Regions from separate parts of the Sus scrofa genome. Here region 2 is linked to region 1. The links are chromatin contacts, called in public Hi-C maps. All regions are on one chromosome and are shown on one strand. Each heading gives the region's core, a stretch centred on a gene start, on an enhancer-like site or on the middle of the called end of the contact. The rest is flanking DNA. Distances are from core to core; before and after follow the strand shown. Region 1 has its middle 17 kb from the start of SERPINH1. Region 2 has its middle 24 kb from the start of SERPINH1.

The links. A called contact is a pair of places that touch in the nucleus more often than the background predicts.
Region 2: a Hi-C map of subcutaneous adipose tissue shows a contact between it and region 1, with 2.2 times the contacts expected there. The contact joins two enhancer-like sites. A contact is called at or near these places in 20 of 47 Hi-C or Micro-C datasets (adipose tissue, alveolar macrophages, embryonic fibroblasts and 11 more) and 1 of 2 datasets of contacts at active chromatin or transcription factors (skeletal muscle).

What each region holds. Positions count from the first base shown.
Region 1 is chr9:9,763,171-9,768,027 of Sscrofa11.1, reverse strand. No RefSeq gene overlaps it. Among named protein-coding and RNA genes, the nearest start is that of SERPINH1, 17 kb to the left of the region's middle. Within about 2 kb of position 3,032, at least 5 of the 83 cell types and tissues checked have an H3K27ac peak or open chromatin away from gene starts, as enhancers often do. A contact at or near this core is called in mesenteric adipose tissue and subcutaneous adipose tissue, where this site is marked.
Region 2 is chr9:9,803,981-9,809,062 of Sscrofa11.1, reverse strand. No RefSeq gene overlaps it. Among named protein-coding and RNA genes, the nearest start is that of SERPINH1, 24 kb to the right of the region's middle. Within about 2 kb of position 2,047, at least 41 of the 83 cell types and tissues checked have an H3K27ac peak or open chromatin away from gene starts, as enhancers often do. A contact at or near this core is called in mesenteric adipose tissue and subcutaneous adipose tissue, where this site is marked.

The DNA.
Region 1 (4,857 bases), core at 1,783-4,282:
GATGTGGGGTGCTGGAGCTCTCTTGTCTGAAGCTTCTGGAACCTCTGCAGAGACGTGGCCCAGCAGGAGGAGCCTGGTTCCCACCCCACCCCTATCAGAGGACTGGAGAACCCACTCCAGAGTCCCACAAGGCCCTTTCATTGCCTGGATCTGCCTGGCAAAGATCTCCTCTGCAAGCTGCCACTCACGCTCTGCCTCCTCCAGGAGGACCTCCCTGACGGCCCCCAGGCCACACTGAGCCTCTCTTCCTCCCTGATGCTCCCACCTCGCCTTGTTCACTCCTCCATTAAGACAATTTTTTTTTTTTTTTGGCCCGAGTTCCCATGCCAGGGATCAGATCCCAGCTTCAGATGTGACCTACCCTGCAGCCATGGCAATGCCGGATCCTTTGACCCACTGTGCTGGGCCAGGGATGGAACCTATGCGCTGCAGGGAAGCTGCTGGTCTCATGGCCCCACAGCAGGAGCTCCGCAATTATTTGGTTTTTGCTGACTGCCTCGAGTTCCATGTCCCTATCGGATTGTGGTTTCCATGGAGAGTCTCAGGTGGCTTCCCATCGGGTCCCTGGCATCCAGCACAGAGGCTGCCTGCACAGAGGCATCGTACCCCAACACAACAGCACCGGCTGCCCGGCCCTGTGCCAAGCTTCACGGGACCTTATGTCATTAATCCCCACCCCGGCCTAAAGTGCCAGGTGATATCCCCATTTCACAGATGAGAAACTGAGGCTCAAAAGGTAATGTTACTGGCCAAGTTCACGAGGGTAGAAGGCAGGAGAGCCGTGATTGGAATCCTTCAGGGTGTGGGGCCCCTCATGCCCTACTGAGCCGGGGCCCAGTCGTGCTCACGGGATGCCTGGATGGAGGCAGGGATGAGTGGCACCTTCGGGTCAGCCCGATTGCCCCAGACCCTGGCAGTCCAGGACTCTGTGCTTTCTGAGGGGGCCCGGTCACAGCATGTGCAGAGGGTGATGAGATAAGAAAGGGTCAGGACAGGAGTTCCTGTCATGGTGCAGTGGAAATGAATCCGACTAGGAACCATGAGGTTGCAGGTTCAATCCCTGGCCTCGCTCAGTGGGTTAAGGATCCGGCATTGCGATGAGCTGTGGTGTAAGTCGCAGATGCAGCTCGGATCCCGCGTTGCTGTGGCTCTGGTGTAGGCCGATGGCTACAGCTCTAATTAGACCCCTAGTCTGGGAACCTCCATAGACCGCAGGTGTGGCCCTAAAAAAGGCAAAAAAAAAAAAAAAAAAAAGGGCCAGGACAGGGTTGGGGAGGGGGCTGCTGACTTCTGAGACCAGTGAAAGTCAAGTCAAGATGTAATTTGGGACGTTCCCGTCGTGGCTCAGCGGGTTAAGAACCCGACAAGTGTCTGTGAGGGGGAGGGTTCCATCCCTGGCCAGGAGCTGCAGCTCCGATTCAACCCCTAGCCTGGAAATGTCCATATGCCACACGTGCGGCCCTAAAAAGACAAAAAGGATGTGATTTGGGCTCTGATACTTCTCACCAGCATGGATGAGTCTCATTACCTTAACGTTTAACCCCTGCTCCAGCCCCTCACCAAACCCCAGCTCAGGAGGCTCCCAGAGCTCGGGGATGTGAAGGGAGTCAACGCCCAGCAATGGGCAGGTTGCAGTGGCTCAGGGTGCTGGGTGCTCCCAGGGGCAGCCGTGAGTCCTGGCTGGACCAGAGTCTAAGGTGACCACCTGTCCAGATTTGCCCATGACAGAGGGGTGTGGGACTCCCAGGGCCAACAGTCCAGGACAGATGGGGCACTTGTCACCCTGCAACGGCTCTGACCCCAGGATGGCTCCTCTTGCTCCTTAGATGCTTCTGGGCCCTGGACAGGGACTCTGGGAAAGCCCGACGGCGCTAGTGCACACAGGGAGGTCAGCCTGGCTGTGGCCCCGGGGCTGGTGGAGAGCGTGGGGCCAGGGTTCGCAGAGCCCCCTTGGGCCCACTTCAGCCTTTCACTGGCCACTTGCCTAGAATCCCTGAGCCCCTTTCCTCATCTCTAAAGGGGGGCAGTAATATCCACGGACAGGGCCTGTGTGAGGGGGAACATGAGCTGATGTAGTCAATGGAGGGGTATCGTCGTGGGGTTAAGTTCAACTGCAAATCACAGAAGTATTCTGGCTTTTAAACGAGAGTTTGCATCTCTTTCACATAGAAGTCTGGAAATAGACGGTTCAAGGGTGGGATGGAGGCTCTGCTTGGTTAAGTGCTCAGGTGTTCAGGCTCCTTCTAGCTTGTGGCTCCTCCAGTCCGAGGATGTGGATCATGTCTTCAAAGACCAGGAAAGAACTCGCTCTGGGGCTGCTGCGGGCGGAGGTGGGAGAAGGCACAGTGCCGAGGCCACAAAGGGAAAAGAGGCTGTGGCTTTAAAACCACATAAAAGGAGGGAGTTCTTGTTGTGGCTCAGTGGGTTAAGAACCCGACTAGTATTCATGAGGACTCGTATCCAGGATCCATCCCTGGCCTCACTCCATGGGTTAAGGATCCCTCCGTGTGCTGTGGTGTAGGTCGCAGGTGTGGCTCAGATCCCCTGCTGCTGTGGTTGTGGCCTAGGCCGGCAGCTCCCATTGGGGAACTTCCATATGCTGCAGATGTGGCTTTAAAGAAAAAAAAAAAAAAAAAAAAAGCAAAACAAAACCGAAAAACCACATGAAAGGGATGCAGTGGGTTAAGAATCCTACTGCAGCGGCTGGGGTCCCTGCAGAGGTGCAGGTCCTCCCTGCCTGGCACAGTGGGTTAAAGGATTCCTAGTTGGGGCAGCTGTGGAATTCGGTCCGTGGCCTGGAAACTTCCATATGCCCCTAAGTAAATTAATTAATTTAAAAGTAAAAGAAAACCACCTGAAAGACTACGTTTCTACACATCTGTACACTCACATGCTTAGGCATCAAGTGAGGCGGGTCCCTGGGGGGTGGTCCTTGAGGAGGGGAGGCACAGGCACCAGGGCCGGAGCTGGGGCAGCAAGCATGGGGCTGAGCCACAACAAGAACAAAAAACCGTAATGGCAGCCCTAATAGAAAACAGCTGGATTCTCGTGTCTGATGCAACGTCCTGTTTGGGGTGAAAGTTTACCAAGAAAATACAGGCTTACACAGATACCAGTAAGAAAAGGGAGAGGTGTTTTCATGGCCTTTTCAAATAATTGTGGCTATTCTTTGATGCTAAGTCAAACTCTATACATTTCTTGAAGTTCAGTGGCTATTTAAAATCGTATCAATGAAGTTTCTTTCTTCTTTTCTTCTTTTTTTTGGCCACCGCACAGCCCATGGAGCTCCCGGGCCAGGGATCAGACCCAAGCCACAGTCAGGACCTCAGATTGCTGCTGTGGTGTGGGTTCGATCCCTGGCCGCAGAACTGCCACATACCACAGGCACAGTGAAAAAGAGAAAAAGAGAAAGAAGTGTGATGTATGATGGTGAAAAAAGTGAAATGTGTTGATATAACCACTGATGTCATCAGAAAGGTCTCGAAGTACCGGGAATGGGAAGCTGTCAGGGTCTCAGTGGCGAACAGCGACCCGTCTTCCAAATTCTAAAGTGTCGTTGCCGAAACTCGGCCTCTGTCCACCAGTGCCGAATAGAAACACAGAGACAGAGTTTGGCTGAAGGAGAAAACGAGCGCTTTCATTGCTTTGCCAGGCAAAGAAGGCCACAGCAGGCTGATGCCTTAAAGACAGTGTCCCCTTTGGGAGAATTGCGGGGAGTTTTACAGTAAAAAGCAGAAACACAGGCTTTCAGATAGGAATCAAGACTGGAGAACACATGCATTCTTCTTTCTTCAGGGGATCGTTGTCACCAAAGCTGGAGTCGGGAGATCTCGGCATGGTCGTGCTGGGAGTCTCCTGGGTTATTTCCTAGAATAACAGTACTTGTGAAAACCGCACATTGATCAGAGATTGAGACAAACTGAGAAAGTTCCTGAAAAACATCCTGGGCTGATCATCTTTCACACACAGGCGGTTGGTTGTGCTCAGGGCGCCTCATTTTGGGCTTAAGGGTGAGTGTGTTTAGGGTGCAGTTAAGTCAGAGAGAAGGACAAGGAAGGCCTCTAAGCTGTCCAGTGTTCAAGTATTCCTTTCTGAAAGAAGCCTAAGGAATATCACTTTTCTCTTAGGTGTGTGTGATGCCTCCTCTTGAGGGGGAACACGATCCTGCCCCAAGGTGGTACTGTTGTTTCTTGACTGCTCCTCCCTGGTCTTTGCATCCCATTCTGTGTCCCTGATCAGCAGCTGTCTGAACCTGTCCCTTGGAACTCAGGGAAGGCCATGGAGGCTGAGCGAGGCCGATTTTCCTCAAAACAAGAAATGGGGGGAGTTCCCATCGTGGCTCAGTGGAAACGAGTCTGACTAGGATGCAGGCTCGCCCTGGCCTCACTCAGTGGGTTAAGGATCCAGTGTTGCCGTGAGCTGTGGTGTGGGTCCAAAACACGGCTTGGATCCCACGTGGCTGTGGCTGTGGTGTAGGCCAGTGGCTACAGCCCAATTCCACCCCTAGCGTGGGAACCTCCATATGCCATGGGTGCAGCCCTGAAAAAAAAAAAAAAAAAAAAGAAAGAAAGAAAGAAAAAGAAGTTGGGGACACAGAAAGGCTTCTGTGCCCAGGCGTCCCACAGGGCCCTGCTCAGTACATGATCTAGTTGAGAAAGTTCCCCTCTGTTGCCAACTGACCCAAGAGTTTTTATCATGAATGGGTGTTGGATTTTGTCAGATGCTTTTTCTGCATCAATCGATAGGCTATGTGATCGTTTTTCTTTAGACTATTAATATAATGACTTGTAATGACAGATTTCAAGCAATGAACCAACTTTGCCTTCCCAAGATAAACCCACTTCCTTGTGGTGCACC
Region 2 (5,082 bases), core at 798-3,297, 42 kb before region 1:
CCTTGAATGAAAGAAAGTGCTTTGCACGAGGGCTTGCACAAATGAATGAAAATGCTTTGCACAAGGACTGTCACCCAGGCAGGGGGAGCAGCTCTCTGAATCCCAGGACCTCGGGAGGGAGTCAGGGGGTCCGTGTTGTAGCTGTCAGTGTGTTACTGGGGAAAAGGCTGGGGGCTGCCGGCAAGGCTCAAGTTCAGCCTTGCTCAGAGATGCGTCCCACCAGGATCCCACTGGTATGGGCCACTGTAGCCTCCCCCTTAAAACCGAGGGTCCTCAGGGGCCTAGGGGCCTTGGGAGCCGGCTCCCAAGGAACACCTCTCCCCTTTAAGACCTTAGAGACCCAGTAAGGACATTAACCCCTTGTAAAGGTCTCTCTTTTTTTTTTTTTCCTGCCTTTTCTAGGGCCGCTCCCACGGCATATGGAGGTTCCCAGGCTAGGGGTCGAATCGGAGTTGTAGCCGCCGGCCTACGCCACAACCACAGCAACGCGGGATCCGAGCCGCGTCTGCAACCTACACCACAGCTCACGGCAACGCCAGATCCTTAACCCCTGGTTCGAGCAAGGCCAAGGATCGAACCAGCAATCTCATGGTTCCTAGTCGGATTTGTTAACCACTGCACCACAAAGGGAACTCCTAAAGGTCTCTTTTTCACAGGGTTCTTTTTTTCTTTTTTGGCCACCCCTAGGCCTATGGAGTTCCCAGGCCAGGGATCAGATCCGAGCCACAGTTGTGACCTAAGCCACGGCTGCCACAATGCCAGATCCTTAACCTACGGTGCTGAGCTGGGGATCAAACCTGTGTCCCAGTGCTCCCAAGACGCCCCTGATCCCATTGCACTGCAACTCAATGGATACAATTTTTATTTTTTGTCTTCTTAGGCCGGCACCAGGGGCATATGGAAGTTCTCAGGCTAGGGATCGAATCAGAGCTGTAGCCACTGGCCTACGCCAGAGCTATAGCAACGCCAGAGCCAAGCTGCATCTGCAACCTACACCACAGCTCAGGGCAACGCCGGATCCTTAACCCACTGCGCAAGGTCAGGGATTGAACCTGCGTCCTCATGGATATGAGTCAGGTTCATTTCCACTGAGCCACGACGGGAACGCCAAGGCTCTTTTTAAAGGAGCTCGGCTTGTGTTGATGACTCCCAAATGGCCCAATTCTCTAAGCAGTTGGCCCCAAGCCTTCTCCTTACTCCACTCCCAACAGCCCCCACAAACCACCTCTATAAACACACACACACACATATTAGGAGGATTCTTCCTGGCCCAACACAGGGTTTGCTGCCATATGAGTTCTAACAGGGCCCCATTAGACAAGAAAAGGCCATACTGGAGCTAAAAAGGTATCGTGTATGGAATAAGAAAGTATCACGTATGACCACTAGCCCTTTCCTTTCAGTTCTCTCTGACTCATACACCAGGTCCCATGGCACACTCATGCCCAGGGCCAGGCAGGTGGTGCTGTCTCTGTGATGGGCAGCATCCAGGGGCTAATGCCCAGGGAGCCACTGGCTACTAGGGCTTCCCACTGAAGACAGAGCTGCCTGGAAACAAGGATGGCTGAGCTCCCTCAGCAACAGTGTCAGAGTGGAAAGAGAGCTGGGCCCGGCTTAAGGCTCTGGAGATTTTTAAAGGTGAGAAGAGACGCGCAAGGGAAGCCGGAGTAAGGGCTGAGCCAGCCCTGTAAGGAGGCCAGGGGCCTGTACTGCGGGCAGATTCAATCAGGAAAGAGATACTCAGAGGGAGAGGAGTTCCCTGGTGGCCTAGAGGTTAGGGATCAGGGGTTAACACTGCTGTGGCCCGGGTCACTGCAGGTGGCGCAGGTTTGACCCCTGGCCGTGGAACTTCTGCATGCTGTGGGCAAGGCCTAAAGGGGAGAGAGCGCAGACGAGGACCAAGAGGGCACTGCGGGCTGTGGCAGCTTCGGAGAAGGCCCAGATCGACCGGAGCTCCAGCCCAGCGCCAGCCGCCTTTAATTTTTCCATTTGTAAAATAGTCCTGACCGGAAGAGGAGATCCTGGGGCACAAAACCTCCAGCTCAGGGGTGAGCTGCAGCCACCGCCCCGCCTGCGTCCTGCCCAGCTCCCCACCGCACCGGGAGAAGGGGCCCATGAGGGAGGTGGTCGCCTCAAGGACCCCCGACCTGGGCGGGAAAGATGAGATATGACCTAGAAGTTCCTGGCCCTTCCCAGATGCAGATTTCATCCTTGGCCTGGTTCTTCCCAGCTGCAGCCATTTCCCAGCCCCACCCCTACCCATCCCTCCCCTCGGCGGCGGCCTGGCGAATCCAGATTAGGACCCAGGGGCTCCACGGCTGCCCCGCCCGCGCACACACGCGGCCGCCTGGGGTAAGGGGGAGGGCGGCGCCCCCTCCCCGCTGCTCGGCCTCTGAAGTGGCTGGAATCCGAGACTTGGACCCTGAAGATGCCCAGGCTCCCCTTAAGAGCCTCGAGTACGCCTCCCGGATCGGAATCTGACCGCTGGGGACCGGAGGCCGCCCCAGGGCGGTCAGGGCTGAACCCGCACACCCAGCTGCCGCCGTCCGCGCACGCGCACCCCGCCGCGCCCGCTCCGCCAGGTCAGTTTCGCTGCCCGCGCGCGGCCCCCCCCTGCCCCCGCCTGGCGACAAGGAGTCGGCTCCGTGCGGAGGCGGTGCCCTGGCGAGAGCAGGCAAGAGAAGTCCAGGGACCCGCGGGCGCGCGCCACCTGGAGATGGGGGTGGTGTCACGGGCGAGGGGGCGCGCCCTCCAGGAGCTGGGCGGAGGCCTCGCAGGAGCCCCTGGTGGCGAATCCGGGGAAAGGCTGCGACTTTCCTCCTTTTGCGCTGTGATCCCCGCCTTGAACACCTACTTAGGCCCTGCACTGCCTGCGCACTTCGTGGTTTTTGTAGGGAGCAAGGAGACCGTGCAGGCGGACTCCGGGTAGGCCACAGGGCCGGTCGTACTGCAGATTCCGTGTCTTGTCGCGGCGAGGATGGATCCTCCAGAGGAAGGGGATGGAAATGCACCCCATTCTCAATCAGAAACCTGGAATCTTTTTTTCGCACCAATTTCCAGCCCTCCACTTCCAATCTGTCACTAAGACCTGCTCACTCTACCTGCTAAGTACATGGTGAATCTGCTCTCTTTTCTCTATCTCTGTGCCCCCTCCTGCTTCACACAGATCACGGTTTGTAATTCCATCTGTGAATTACATGATGGCGCTCAGGGTGTAAGAAATGAAGCATTGGAGCTCCCTGGTGGCTCAGCAGGTTAAGGATTGTGTGATCACTGCTGTGGCTTGGGTTACTGCTGTGGCACAGGTTCAATCCCTGGCCGGGGAACTTAGACATGTGGCCGAAAGAGATAGGAAAAAAGAAATTTCTTTCTTTTGATAAGTCAAATTAAATCTAGTTGGAGCCCCTTCTCTCACTGCCAGGGTTGGCAGGAACTCAATGTTAGTCATTTTCCTGGAGCTTCACCCCGTCCCTAGGTCCAGAGGAGACACATAGGTTGTCACAATGGCTGCCCCAGCACAGTCAGAGGGGCATAGCCCCTCCCCCCACACACACCATGCTTGGCTGGGGAGCTCCCAAAGCCTACCCAGGTTGTGCTGTGTTCCTGCTGGTTCCCAGGCACTCTATAGCCATCCACATCTGAGCCCATCCCTCAAAGGCGCCGTAATCCAGACCCCAGCTCCCTGCCCGGCCTAAACACCCCCATTTCCCAAGTCAGGCCACTTCACCCCCTCATCCATCAAAGCACCTACAGTTTTATCCCCGCTCCACCTCAGCCCATCCAGTGTAACATACTCCGAGTATGGAGAAACCATGGCGGTGGAAAGAGACAAACGGCACTCAGAAATGCAGAAAAGCAAGGTTTATTCAGCACCGGTGCCGGCTCAGAGGAGTCCCCTCCAGAGTCTGAGCACCAGGTCTTTGTTCTCAGCAACTTTTATATAAGACAGGGTCTTGCTTCTCCCATGTAAGCAGCCCCCCGACCTCCCCCTTCCCCTTCCCCCAGCAGACAGGGTTCCAGCCTAAGAAGGGGAGCAAGGTTACAGAAGCGAAACTGATCAGCAATGCTTGGAGCACCCTTAGCAGGGCTGCTGGCTTGGACACAGGGCATGTGGTTGCTACATAATTACAAGGATGGTATGAAGTGGGCAGAGCTGAAAAGGCGCCCAGCTGCCTTTTTGGGGTGGGGGTGGTATTGTGTCCCTTAGTTAGAACTCTTACTTCACAAGAACTTAGACCTGATTCTTTTTTTTTTTTTCTTTTTTTTTTTTAATGGTCTTTTTAGGGCCGCACCTGCAGCACTTGAAAGTTCCCAGGCTAGGGGTCGAGTTGAAGCTACAGCTGCCAGCCTACACCACAGCCACAGCCATGCCAGATCCAAACCACGTCTGCGACCTACACCATAGCTCACTGCAATGCCAGATCCTTAACCCACTGAGCGAGGTCAGGGATCGAACCTTCGTCTTCATGGATGCTAGTCAGATTCATTTCCGCTGAGCCATGATGGGAACTCCTAGACCTGATTCTTGGAGGGTAAGGGTTATACCATCTTATATTCTCACCGGCAACATGTCAGGTTTCCAACTTCTCCACATGCCTGTCAACACTTGTTATTGTCCATCATTTTTTATCAGAGCAGTGATTTCTTCGCTTATTCCAGAATCTTCCATTTTTTTCTTACACACCTGATAGATATATGTCATAACTGTGTGTTGAGAGGATGAAGAGGAAAAGAAGGCACAGCAGGTTTGGGCAGGGGGATGGCCTTGATTTGGGGCATGTCGAATGGCAGATGGCTTTGGGACAGGGAGAGGCATCTAGGAGACTCCTGATAGAGTGGCCTTGGCCTGGAACAGGGGCCTGGGGGGAGGGCAGAGATGGGGACCTCGCTAAAATGTGGGCCTCACTAGCCCTGGGAAGTTATGTTGAGGCCTTGAGGGAGGGAGAGTTACCCCGGGGGAGTGTGGGAAGGGGAGAAGGGTCCAAGACAGAGCCTTGGGAAACACCAGCGTTTAAGGGACAGGCAAGGAAGGGGCCCTGCATGGAGCCCCCCACGGAGCAGCAGAGAGGCCAGAGGAGAACT